2 separate regions of the Gossypium hirsutum genome follow, and region 2 is linked to region 1. A link is a contact called in public Hi-C data. All regions are on one chromosome and are shown on one strand. The core of a region is the stretch at or near the end of the contact, and the rest is flanking DNA. Distances in the headings are between cores, read along the strand shown. Region 1 holds the start of LOC107949704. Region 2 holds the start of LOC107949701 (calmodulin-binding protein 60 A).

The links. A called contact is a pair of places that touch in the nucleus more often than the background predicts.
Region 2: a contact with region 1 is called in a Hi-C map of hypocotyl, with 2.4 times the contacts expected there. The contact joins the promoter of LOC107949701 here to the promoter of LOC107949704 in region 1. A contact is called at or near these places in 8 of 34 Hi-C or Micro-C datasets (hypocotyl, leaf, petal and 1 more).

The regions. Positions count from the first base shown.
Region 1 is chrD03:41,540,046-41,547,124 of Gossypium_hirsutum_v2.1, reverse strand. LOC107949704 reads left to right here and starts at 4,347. Exons shown (of 1, transcript XM_016884443.2): 1 at 4,347-5,533. The coding sequence starts at 4,472. The coding sequence ends at 5,329.
Region 2 is chrD03:41,761,133-41,768,227 of Gossypium_hirsutum_v2.1, reverse strand. It overlaps LOC107949701 (calmodulin-binding protein 60 A), which reads left to right and starts at 1,467. Exons shown (of 7, transcript XM_016884434.1): 1 at 1,467-1,605; 2 at 2,256-2,334; 3 at 3,699-3,751; 4 at 3,847-4,334; 5 at 4,706-4,866; 6 at 5,016-5,222; 7 at 5,317-5,975. The coding sequence starts at 1,550. The coding sequence ends at 5,853. It also overlaps the pseudogene LOC107949703.

The DNA of each region.
Region 1 (7,079 bases), core at 3,098-5,597:
TACATAACCCAAAACGATGAGGGAAAAACCTCATGAAATGTGAGTTTAGGCGAATCTCTATCATAAACACACCAAAAAAGTAAGCCTTTGTAACGATTTATAAAAAGAAAGCCTTTTGTAGCGATCTATTAAAAAGGGAAGCCTTTGTGGCAAACTCTATAACGAACGCTTTCTTGGCGCACCTTTAAGGATTGCCTTTGTGGCGTATTCTAATAGATTCTCTTGTGGCATTTTCTGTACAAAGCTATATGGAGTATTCAATATAATTCTATAAATGGCTCTTGAAGATCAGTATGGTATCAGGTATCTACCAGTTGTATGGAAAGTATTATATAAGGTTAAGATATGATTGAAGATAATGAACTAATAAATCTCTCTATGAAGAGCTCTGTATGAAATAACATGGCGTATCATGTACGACTTTAAGTCAAGATTAGAAATATTAAAATGGGTTAGAGTATCTGATGAACACGAATAAGTAACTAAGTAAATTCTAAAGAATAAGCCTGAGTAAAGGCTACATCTAATCGTTGGATGAAGGGTATCTATCAGTGAGCATTAAAAAGAATGGGTAGTTGAAGAAAGATAATGTAAGAAAAGTGATTTCAAACATCGTTTTACGAATGGAATTGGGTAAAAGAATCATGATTAAGATAAGCATAAAAGGAATTTTTTGAAAAGATGAAGCCACCGATGAAACAATGTTAAGGGGGAATTAACCATGATATAGTAAATAGAATGAAGGACTATTTTTTGTTAATGATGAACTATTCCTGGTGACAAATAGCTGAAAATTTAAGAAAAGAAGTTTATGGTAATGAACTATCCACCCATTTTTGGAAAGCAACGATTAAGGTATAAATTGATTATTCCTCACTGAGTTCCCATGAACTTACATAGCTTGTGTTCTCTATTTCAGGTTGAATGTGAGGCTACACTTGAGGGAACGATGCTAGGACTACACCCAATGAGTGGTGTATCGGACTATTATGCATAGAGAACAAGCTTGATGGCGTGATCGAGTCTGTTTGGCACATAGAAACCCTTGAATCGAGATAACTACGTTAGACCAGGATATTATTTCTATAATACTTGTAATCAAATTCTCTATGTATTGTAACCGAACTTCTTCAATGTTTATATTCATGTATTGTATTATGGAGTCTTGTAATTAAGTAGTTGAATTCAATTGTAATTTATGTAAGTAGAGTCGGGTTATATTTGTATTAGTATTGTAACACCTAAGACTCAGATCCGGTTCATCGGATCAGGTTTAGGGTGTTACATGTAAGTTGTAAGGAGTACACCATCCGTTCTTGTAAACCCTACGTTAAAACCAAAACTATTTACAGATTGCTCGCTAGTGTAACTTGATGGCATACTCGCAAAAGTGTTTCCAACAAAAAAATCAACGTTGGGAAGTTGAAATCGAAAGCACTCATAGGTTGTCATGATGGGGTCTCCAAGTTCGAGTTACCAACTAACCCTATCTGTATGCCAAATTTGAAATCAAAGGCTGAAACTAAGGAATGCCTTCCTATTGATGATTCTGGTATTTCCTGATAGGAGTTTTGTAACAATGCTATGAAACTACCGCACAATTGTGTGGCTGGACTTTCTACTTCTTGTTCCTGATTTACTAAAACTGTTGTCGAACTCATACCACTTTTCTCGACATCGACGAAGTGGACATATAACTCTAGTATAGTATTTCCACTAGAGCAATGCCTATCAAGCATCGCCTCGACATCCATGTCACCTTTGACCTCAAATATATCATATCTAATAGGGTTCAGTGACATTAGATATCTATATTTTAAGCTTATAATTCTCCTCCGACTTGAAGTCGACACTGTCCTTCTAATTCTTTACCGAAGCACATTCAATTTTATGCTCTGATTGAAATCCAATTCTACAAATTGGGTTGATACAAAAACGACCTCAATATCGGTGTCACAAATTTGATCGTTGTAATAAATAACGACTCTAATCTGTCTACTCATCTTCACCCAAATAACCTGTTACACATGTTTAAAATGAAAACATCATACAGAAAAATAAGTACTCATTATCCAAATTAAAACAAAGACACTTACTTGAACTAATTTACTTTGTTGGGTCGATTTTTAAATTTCAGATTTTTAGCATCAACAATGGCCTCCTTATGCAAACTTCCTTATGAAAACAATATGCTCGAAATATGAAAACCTTTACACAGAATGTCTTCAATTTATAGGAAATTATACCAGCGAATATGAAATATAATTTCAAAATGTTAGAAAGGATTGATCATGACAAGTAAAAAAATGCTTCTAACAAGATGCATTTTTCTGAAAAGTTTTTAAATATAACATTATTATCTACCACGGAAAAGATTGGAACTGATGTGTGAATTTTATCCCGGGCTTCTCAAATTTCATCTCGAGATTCCCGGGTGTAGGGTGAGGGTTTAGGATTTTTTTTAAGGTCATGGATTTAAGAAATGTGTCGTGGGGGACACGCTTAGCTGGGACAAAAATGCATCCATCAGGAAATGTTAGGACGTGCTTTTAGTCTCCCTGTTGCCACCTCAGCTGAAAACGCCTCATTTTCGTTTTCTCTTTCTACAAATGGCCTATTTCTCTAAATTTCGAGAAAAACGGTCTAAAACCCTTTCATTATGGAAATGGCATATTTGCCTAATTAAACCATATGTTTTGCGTTCTAGCCTTTTCTGGTATGATTTGGTTTTTTAAATGTTTGCTTCTATAATGTATATACAATCTTTTTATTTCATTTAAAATAAATAAATTTTTGTTAAAGAAATATAAATTTTATATTGTTTCATTTCTAAGATCCTTGGGGTGCTGCGGATTAAAATATTTTAAAAATATAAAATTGATTTTTAATGATTTTCTAAGTTGGCGCAGTAGATTCAATGATTTTTGTCACAATTGATTACAATTTTAGTGTCAAAAAATTGATAAATTTCTTTTAATATTTGTGACTATTTCTTTTTCTTCAATTGCTTGCAATTTCAGTGTTGAAATTTTGGTTAAAAAACTGAATATTTATATGATCATTTTTTTTTTTGTTACAATTGCTTACAATTTTAGTGTATTGAATATTCTTGATCATTTATTTTTGTCACAATTGCTAATTTCAAAAGTTTAATTAAATTTTTTTGAATAATTATGACAACTTTGTGATAATTGTTACAAATAAAATAGTGACGAAAATATTTATGACAGTAGTCATGATTTTTTTTTAGAAATTATAAAAATATAGATTATTAAAATAGTGAAATTACATTTTTACTATCGTAAAAATATAAAACTTAATTTCGATCTTACCAAAAAAAATATTTTAGTTTTGTCCTTAAAGATGTTATGTTATTATTTATCAATGGTGCATAAGACTTATATATCAATTGTACATTAGATATCATCTCTTAACCGCATTAAATTTTTCATGTTTTTACAGAATTATATTTTTTAAATTTTACAAACATTAAAAAAATAAATGTCTAACAATAGAAATTAAGCCTAAAAAAGATTTATATAAATTATTGAATAAAAAAAGTGGAATCCAAAAGTATTGAAATTATCGAACTAGGGTTGGACACATGGAGGTGTATGGAGCCAATAAAGAGTAGGCATTCAGGATTTAGAGGTTGTGAATAAGAAGAAGGCAGCAGTCGTAGTCATAGACTGATCCTAACCAATTTTGAACTTGGAAAACAGAAGCAGAAATCATTTTTGTAATATGCCAAAGCTAGGAAGGTCATTCCCCAAAACAAATTAACAAAAGAAGGGTAGTATCGTAACATAACTACGTATTTTTCAAAAATCAAGTCATTTCCCCTTCTCCAATCACGGAGACAAGAGAAAATTTTAAATTAGAGAAAAGTCCTGCATTCAACCAGAATTTTTTTCTGACGTCACGTATCCCAATCAAAACCGATATCTGCGTCATAATCCGACCATCCACGTGGCGCCCATCTTCCCTACTATTTATGGAAACCCAAAAGCCCTACCGTTTAGATCTCTATCCCATTCTCATTGGCCCACGTGTTGTGTTTTTATCTCCCACGATCGACAAGCAAGCAGTTCAACGCGAACACCGAGATCGACGTGCCTCCTATTGGCGCCGGTACCAGGGACACTCCTCCCCTTCCCATTGGCTCTCCGCTGGGGTCCACTTGCGACCATTTTTCCGTACTCTCATCCCCGCCTAACTTTTCTGGATTTCGCCACGTTTCGTTTCTCGACCAATCCTTTTTCTGCGTTGTTCGTCTCACTGTTCACACACGTGTTGAACCTCACACGTGTCCCTTTCATTCTCCTTATAAATCTCAACACTCCTATTCCAAACATGGAGTGCGTCCGCATCGTAGAGTCTCTGGACACGCACGGGAAAGAGAGAGAAAAAAAAATTTATTTTAAAGAAGGCAGAGTGAAAAGAAAAGAAGAGATTTCTGGAGAGAAAAAAAATGGAAGGCAGAGGAGGGTGTTGCATAGCGAGATATGCATCTTCTGGCCATGGGGTCTATGATATGTCGAAAGTGCACCGGATAATGCTCCGGTTCCGACCGATCGCTCCGAAACCGGCAACGGGTGGATCGGTTTCGCCACAGGGAAGTATTAAGGTTTGTTCTAAGCCGGGGAGAGGAAAAAGAAGACTCTCTAAAGAAAGTAACACTGTGAGTAATACAAAGAGGTGCAACAAGAAAAGAAGGGTTTTGAACGAAGAGAAGAGGGTTACTTTGCCACTTCTCCCTGAAACCCCTGACTGCAAAGAAGAGTCTATTCTGAAGCAGCAAAAGGATGGAGTAGTCCAAAAGATGATGCCGTTTTGGTTAAGCTTCGGTGAAGCTGGTAATAAAAAGGAGGATTTTCTCGGTGGTGGTGGTGGTGGTGGTGTACGGTCAGCAGATCAGGAGGTGTTTATGGGAGGGCAGACGGTGAGAGTGGGGTCGTGCGTGACGGTGGAATGCGTGACAGAGACATGGGTGAGTGGGGATGGGCTAGGGAGTACAGACGAGGAAAAGAAGGTGAATCTCGGGAGGGACACGTGTCCGGGGTTTATATCGGATGGGTTGGGGAGGGTAACGTGGACAAACGGGGCGTATAAGGAAATGGTTGGAGGGGAAACGATGGTGTGGTTGGTGATGAAGGAAAGGATGCCGATGACGACAACGTACCCGGCGTTTACATGCAAGGTAAGGGTGCAATACACGTGCGGGAAGGAGCGGAGTTCCTTGACGCTGCCTTGCGACGTTTGGCGCATGGACGGCGGTGGATTTGCATGGAGGCTCGATATCAACGCCGCTCTTTGCTTGGGCCGGTGAAATTATAAAAAATAAATAAATCCTTCTATCGCTTCACTGAGCTTTCTATTTGCATCAACTTTCCTTTTAAATTGTAAATATTTTATGGGAGCTTGCCTGTTTTTATTTTCTTTCGTTCTTTGTTTCCGACTGGATCTGGAGTGTTTGGTTTTGAGATGCAAAAAGCATTTGAAAAGGAACTCAAAGTAGTCAGATTTTGATGTATTTATTATTATTGTAGATGGTTTTATGGCACTTCTTCAGTTCTCATGTGCTTAACTCACTGTATGTTTGCAGTTTGCATAGACAGATGGAGCTTAGGGTTGGCCTTTTCCCACTTTTCAATACATTCGATGCATTTTGAGTTAGGGTTTTAGTTTTCTAGTTACTTTAAAGGGAATGAATGAATCAAATATTAAACGTGATATCTCTCGCCTAAAAAAGATTAATCTGACAGAGGGTGAAGGGTAAGTTGGAATATTATTGAAAAAGGTGGTTACATTCTTCTGAAGCATATTTAAAATAGTGTGTATAAATAATGACTTTTATTAAGAAGTCAAATTATGAATATAAATCGGGGTTAATGTCGTAGTATGATGTCTGAAGATGGAAGAGGTCGGGGAGAAAAAGAACATGCAGATTTAAACAGGTTGAACATGTTATCACATGTAGTAAGGTGATAAAGAAGTTTATTCTTGGATTGATTTGTAATTGAATTCATGCTGTAAGTTTATATTTTTCTTCATCAAATTCTGAGTAGACAGTCTAAATAATTTCAAATAATTTTGATATTATATGAGTTATAATTATGGTTTTTGACCAAATAAATTATAAATATTTTTATTTTGAAGAATTCTTTTTATGTAAATGTATTAGTACAACAATTATTTTATATTACATAACTGAAAGGACTTATTATAAGTAACACTTATGATCATATGAATTTTACATGTACTATTCTTTTTTGTTTATTTGTAGCTATTGTACACTGTAATTTAAAGTGCAAATAATTAATCTGTACATAAACTTTCAAACCAATAAAAAATCATTTATTATTTATTATACTATCACATTCCAATTGATTTTCTTTTAAAATAAAAAAAAAACAAAATAATTTAAGCTAGGTTTACAATATCAAAAATACTATTAGATTTCTCGCTATCAGTGGCTTCTAATAATTCCACAAGAGTTGTTGTGAACACATTAACTCCCACGATATCGGTAGAGATCATCTTGGCAATCCTGTCAATAATAACACAATTAGCCTCCCTTGAAATGTGTTTAACTACCCAAAACTCTTTATGTTGTAGCAACTTTTGGATTCGCCTAACAAGCATAGAGATTGAACTAGCTGAAGAGTTCCTTTTTATTGCTTGGACCACCTCAAGGTTATCTACATGGATCAAAATTCTCTCCAACCCCGCTTCTTTTAATAAGGTAAGACCATCCAAAATACCTTATAATTCGATATTAAAGACAGAGCATTTTCTCAAGTGGTTAAATCTCATAATCCATTCCCCCATTGGACGCATATCTTGTAGATAAATTAACAACATCATCAATATGCAAATGAACCCAATTATCTGATAAAGGGTACCTTTTAATGGAAGTATTTCGTCGACTCAGAAATTATTTTTAGTTTTTGTTATTAAGTTTTAATATTGAAAATACATTGTTTTTAGAAAAATATAAATCCTAGAACTCTAATATATGCTTTTATGAGTGAGCAAAAATCTATTAAAACTGACTTAATTGTCCGAATCACTCCAAT
Region 2 (7,095 bases), core at 218-2,717, 220 kb before region 1:
CGGTGATGTGATATTGTTCCGAGACACACATTTCATATATCCTGCCAAGATGAGACTATTACCTCAGAAACCTATCCTGTGGAAGTCAGGTTCCGGGGTGACGATGCTTTATATGGTCACGGGTCAGAGTATAACTGGGGAGCCACTTAACAGTTGTTATGTGGGCACGAGCTCAAACTTTTTAGACACCCGAAGATTTTGCCTTATAAATACCATACAAAATTTTAAAGACATAACCATAAGGAAAAACTGTGGGGCTTCCCGCTATAATCGGCGCAATTTTTTTTCTCCATTTCCATGCAGTCGATATCTTTAACCTTCCTTCTTAGAAGAAGGTCAGCATTGTCGTGGACGTAGGAGGACTCTTCGGCGGGCAATGACTATTTCGATGGAGTAAAGGTGATGCTCTTTTTAGTTAGTAAAAAATCATTAATAACTACAACTGTTGTAGCACCGACTCAAGTTTGACTTTTACTCCACCTGAACATTCGTTTTTCGCTTGAGAGCCCTCTTGTGTCAACCTCGATGCCAACCCTCAGATAAGAATGAAAGGTTAAAGATATCAACTGCTTGGAAATAGAGAAAAAAATTACATTGATTACATCGAAAAGCCCTTCATTTTTTCCTATGATTATGGCATCAATCTTATGTATGGTATATATAAGGCATCATTTGCGGGTATCCAAAAAGCTTGAACTCGTGACTGCATAACGACCGCCAACTGACCCCCAGTTATACTCAAACCTGTGACCGCATAACGACCGTTGACTAGGACCTCCACTTAGACTTCAACCCGTGATTGTATCAAGCATTGTCACCCTGAAAGCTGACTTATATAAGATGAATTTCTTAGGTAATGGTCCTATCCTGACATGACATATGAAGTGTATGTGTTTTGAGATACGTTTTTGTATCCCCAATCTTTCAAATCTACCTATAAACTTTCACAGTTTCACTCTCAAAACCTTAAACCCAATAAAAACCCTAATTCTTAAACAAAAAAATCTAACCTTAATACCAACCTTAACCCTAAAAAATCATAAAAAAAATTGATGGCTGAGGAGAGTGTGTGTAAACGTGTCTTGCTAGGCGCGCTTTCACAAACAGTCTTCAAAATTGACCTATTTTCCTAAATCTTAAAAAAACGACCTATTTAATCAATTAAAAAACCACATATATTGCCTATTTAACCTATATATGAAATAGGAAGAATAAATAAACAAATTAAAATCAATTATGTTAAACAAGCTAATAGAAAAAGAAAATAATTTTTTAAGTCTCGAGGCTAATTTAAAATTTAATAGATAATTTAGGAAAATCAAATTTCCTTTCTTCCAATAATTCCCTAGTAAAAAGAGAAAGGACAGCACATCATGTTTATAGATTTGTTTAGTTCCAAAACGGGGTCAGTGGGGTCCCACATTCAGACGGATATCCTTTGGTTACATATAAACACACAACACAGAAACACAACCACCTACCCAAGCAGTTAAAGTGTTAAACTCAGACGAGAGAGAGAGAGAGAGAGAGAAAGGGCCAATACAGGATCATGAAAGAGATTCAGGGTGAAGAAGCATCCCAGACACAGCCAAATTCAGACAATGGGTAGGAAAGTGGGATGGGAAAAAGGGTTTTAACTCTTGCTTCTTCTTTTTTTCCACTTTTGGATTTACTCTTTGATTATCATTTACTGATGAATGAATAAATAAATAGTATCTCCTCCTGCTGGTTTCCTTTTCAATTGAAGTGCCGCATGTTGGGTTCTTTAGTGTTTGTGAATGAACCTCATCACCATCCAAACAGCTTAGCTTCTGGGGGTGTTTTCATTGTTGGAGTTAATAGTTTTAACAATGTCTCATAAGAGACCCCAAGAAGATAGTACTAAGGGTCGACCCTCAGAAGCCTTTACTCCTGATCAGGATAAACGGAGAAGGGTTCCTACATTGAGAAAGTACACGCCTTTCCTTTCTTACCTTAATTTCATTCTTCTTTTTTCCCTTATTGATGCATAATTTGGGGTTTTCTTGTTAGGTATATTTAAGTTTAAATGAGTGAATATTTGTACTGAGTTTATTTCTTAGTAAAGTTGTTGGCTGATATTGTAACCAATTAAAATAACTGAATTAGGCATTTGGTTGAACCTCACTTACACCTATCCATGTGTTGTGATGAATTGGTAATATAATCCATCTAATATTATGCATTATTTTTATAGTGTTTCTTCTGGTTGCTAATCTGTTTGTAAACGATGGTAGTGTGGTTCAGGAGGTGATGAAGTTGCAATCAGTCCAGCATTTGCTGGAGCCAGTTTTGGAGCCATTAATTCGTAGGGTGGTATGTTTCTTTCTTTAATCATGTTATTTCAAAAGTGCTCCTACATTATTTATCATTTTCCTGCATATAATAGGTGTAGATTTTTATTTACATGGTAAAAGAGAGTATTAGTGAGCTTGCCTTTCTCAAGAGTTGAAATCATAAATTACCGTGTCCTATGCTTAATGAGGTTTAGTTTAGCAGTTATTATAGTCCACGCTGCTTGGACACGGGAGTAAAAAATTTTGGATACGGTTACACATACAGCGCTGACATTTGCATGTTGCAGTTTTTTCCTTAAGGCTTTCCTTATAATTGGAAGGCCTAAACTTATTACCCAACAATGGGGAATTAAGCCAAAGTTTTCAGTCCTTAAGGGAGCACACCAAAGGGGCCTATATATAAATGTTGGATGTCACTGATAGTATATCGCCTACCAGGTATTGTACTCTACCTTTTGGGAACTTAGTGACATGGAAGAATAAAAGAACAGACAGTGGTGGCAAGATCAAGTGCAGGGGCAGAGTTTAGGGTTATGACCCAACGCATTTGTGAACTCTTGTGGATAAAGATCATCTTGGATGATCTTAAGGTTAAATGGAATGAGTCAATGAGGTTGTATTGTGACAACAAGTTGGCTATTAGTATCACCCACAATCCAGTTCAACGTGATAGAGCCAAACATATTGAAATAGATGGACACTTTATAAGGAGAAGTTGAGAATGGAGAATCTCATTGATCCTTACATCTCCACTTCGTGTCAATTAGTTTTAGTTTGGAGGTTTAACTATATTATTGAAAGTATGTTTTCAGTCTGATGATCATAGCTTAGCCATTAACCCCATTAAGATTTGTTGGACCATATACACCTTTGTGTTTAGCAACAAAATTGGTTGTCTTCATGTGTCTTGGGAACATATTTCCTCGACTTAGCTGTCTTTTTCTCTAGTTATTTCACTTAAGCTTTGAGATCAGATAGGAAGCATGATAAAACAAAACTGAAGGTGTAAACTGAATTTGTCATAGAAAACAGACAGTTGGCCTTTCTAAAATAATTGAAACTCTTGATACTCGATTCTATGTCTGTCATACAGATATGTCTTGTATGCTTTTCAGTTCAACACATTCTCTTGGCATCTTCACTCAACCTTTCTGTGAATGTTATATCAATGCTATTTTGCTTCACTGGATGGACATGCTGCCTAATATTGTTGTGTTTTTCATTGTCTTTTTCTAATGCCGATGCTATTGTGTCTGACATCTAATTTCAAAGTTATTCTGGGAAAAGCGAGCAAAAACTTGTATTCTTATCCATCGGTGGCAAGCTCCCATATATTTTGGTAGTTCTTTATCATATGTACATTAACTATGTTATGTTCCTTAGGTCAAAGAGGAAGTTGAAGTGGCTTTTAGAAAGCATTTGAACAATATGAAAAGGTACAAATTCAATTAAAAGAAGGGAAAAAAATTCTACAGAAAGTTGGGTTAGCTTCATAGTATACTAACCACGCGATTCTGCTCTTTTTTTAAAGGAATGGAGGGAAGGATGTAAATTCTACATCAAGAATCTTACAACTCCAATTCTTAAATAATCTCTCTCTTCCCGTGTTCACTGGAACTCGAATTGAAGCAGAAGAATGTTCTGTCATTAAGGTGGCCATAGTCGATTCTCTTACTGGACAAATAGTTTCCTCTGGCCCTGAGTCTTCTGCCAAAGTAGAGGTTGTGGTTCTTGAGGGAGATTTTGATGGTGATGAGGGGGACAATTGGACACTTGAAGAGTTTAAGAATAACATTGTAAGAGAGAGAGAAGGAAAGAAACCTCTTCTTGCCGGAGACGCATTTCTAACTCTTACCAGGGGAATTGGATTAGTGGGTGAAATTTCGTTCTCGGATAATTCAAGCTGGACAAGAAGCCGTCGATTCAGACTTGGTGCCAGAGTTGTTGATGGCTCCGATGGAACTAGAGTAAGAGAAGCAAAGACGGAATCCTTCATTGTCAGGGATCATCGTGGTGAATGTAAGTACTTTTTTATTAGTACCTATATTATATAGCACACGAAATAGAAATTTTCTGGCTACGAAATCAGATGCTTGTCACTTTGAGTAGTGTTCTGTAGTTGTCTATTATTGATGATATCAAGCTGTTGAACAAATTCTAATATCGTTTTCCTTCTTTCTCCACTTTTAATCTATTATTAAATTGCAAATATCAAAATACTCTTCAGGATTCCAATCACAACAAGAAAAATAAAAGTTACATTGCTGTCTTTTTCTTTCGTTTCGGCTTCTGAATTTGTATATGCATTGACATGGTTGTTTTTAAGCCATTATGAGAAGGAGATAGAAGATAGAAAGAACTCTTTTTCAACTTTCAGTTTCTGGTTGCAGTATACAAGAAGCACCATCCTCCATCTCTTTCTGATGAAGTGTGGAGATTAGAGAAAATTGGCAAAGATGGGGCTTTCCATAAGCGCTTGAGTCGGGAAAATATCAACTGTGTAAAGGATTTCTTGACCATGCTCTTCATAGATCCTCCAAGGTTGCGCCATGTAAGACTCGACTGCTCTTTCTTTTAGCATGCTGCTTAGAATTTTTATGGAAGGTTTCCTGTTTAGCCAGGTTTCATGTTGACTATTCATCGACATTTAGGATTTTGACGATGTTAAAATACTAATAGCATGAATATTTGGTTATGCAGATCCTTGGCACAGGTATGTCTGCCAAGATGTGGGAAGTCACGGTGGAGCATGCTCGAACATGTGTGCTTGATAAGAGGATGCACTTGTACTGCCCTCCTGGTTCTCAACAGAAATCTGGTGTGGTCTTCAACATTGTTGGACAAGTGATGGGTCTACTTTCGGAATGCCAATATAATACAATTGATAAGCTGTCTGAAACTGAGAAGGTACACTTACTCTTATCTGATTTTGTCTATCTATTTTTATTTATTTACTTTACTTTTATCATTAGCAGCTTCTGATTATCTGCTCCACCATCAGATTGAAGCCCAAAACTTGGTAATTTCTGCATTGCAACACTGGGAAGAAGTTGTTTCATTCGATGATGAAGCCTCACTGACAAGCTCAGTCAAGAGGGAGATTTCTAATGGTACCAAGTATTTGGCTTCTCAAGAGATACGTGGATTTGATTATGCACAACCAAGTGCTTCTTCTCCAGATATCATTTCAACCATCTATTCAGTTGGGGGTTTGAGCGGCTTAGACGATTATGCGCTGCATGGATATGAGCAAGCATTGAGTTATCCTGGCCAAGTCACTAATTCCCTGATCTGTGACACAGATATTACTCAGACTTTCTGTGATGAAGATCACCTTCGGTATTTCGATAGTGATCTTCAACCCCAGAGCCTTGGTTTGGAATCACAAGCGGATCTACAAACTGCGGTTGACGGTTTCCTTTTGCGGCGTACTGTCGCTGTTCAAGCACAGAGGAGATGGACTAAGATTTTCAGTGTGCTGAAATGGTTCTCCATTAAAAGAAGAGTTAAAGAAAAATTCCGAGGTCTTCAAATATAGCCATGGATTGCCGTATTTTTACGGGTTCCTTTGTTTTTGTGGATTTCAGAAAATGCAACCCTGTAATATCATATTAAATTGCGATGTGTGTGTGTCTATACAGAGAGATGGGCTTTACAGAATTAGGCTGATTTTTTGTTGTAAAAGTATGGTTGCGTCGGTGGAGACATCAATATAAGAAAAATAACTCTAACACGACAAGATACTAAAAATAAAATTACAATACTTTAAACATTGAAAATATAAAATATATGATAATGGATGCTACACGAAGGTCAGGTCTATTGCATGCCTGCCTTCATGAGCATCCACCAGCAGCAGATTCGAATGGTACCAGAAGCTGATGCCATTGAAATAACACTTTACCAAGCCACCATACAAATTGTAGATCTAGAAACATACACCAACTAAACCAAAAACTGAGACGATGCGTCACATGTTTGCAGTCCATTTTTGAGCAAGCCATTTGGAAGTTATTTTTGGTTTATTGTACCTTCCCATCGAAGATAAGAGGATCTAAGTGTCAACAGAGATCTTGGTATCAAGCTGAGAGAATTCGTGGAAAAATGCCTTGAAATGCTCATTTGAATGCTTCACATCATCAACAGCACACATTTCTCGTATGCCATGCATTGATAATTGCGGAGCACCGATATCTACTGTACGGATGCCCACACCACCAGCTAAGATAGGACCAATGGTTGAACCACAAGGCATATCGTTCCGCACCACAAAATCCTGCATGTATAGAATTTCCTCCCTACAGTTCATGCATTGTAGATCTAGAAACATACACCAGCTAAACCAAAAATCAGTTCATGCATTAAACCACTTGTTATAACGGAAGCATTTCCTCCCTACAGTCTTCAGATAGAGCATGATGCCAGAACATTTCTCCCTTGAATCACCAGTAAAAATTTCAGTGATGATGCTTCAACTCTTCATTTTTCCATGTACTGGGTACCCACATCCAATGCATATCCAAACACGGGTATGGTGATGGAGACTCTAAGGACCCTTCAAATACATAGAAATCTTTGGGTAGGGGAGATGAACATAGCTGTATCGGACTCATACCTGTGTCTGGCACTCACAGCTAAGTCCGAGAAACATAGATTTTGAGGACTGAATAAATTTATTATTTTCAGCAAAAGCTCACCTCCCATTACACTCAGTTTTATTTAAAGAAGTATGATGGTCATTACTGATTCAGTTCCAAGGGATCAAATGCTCTTTGTTGTT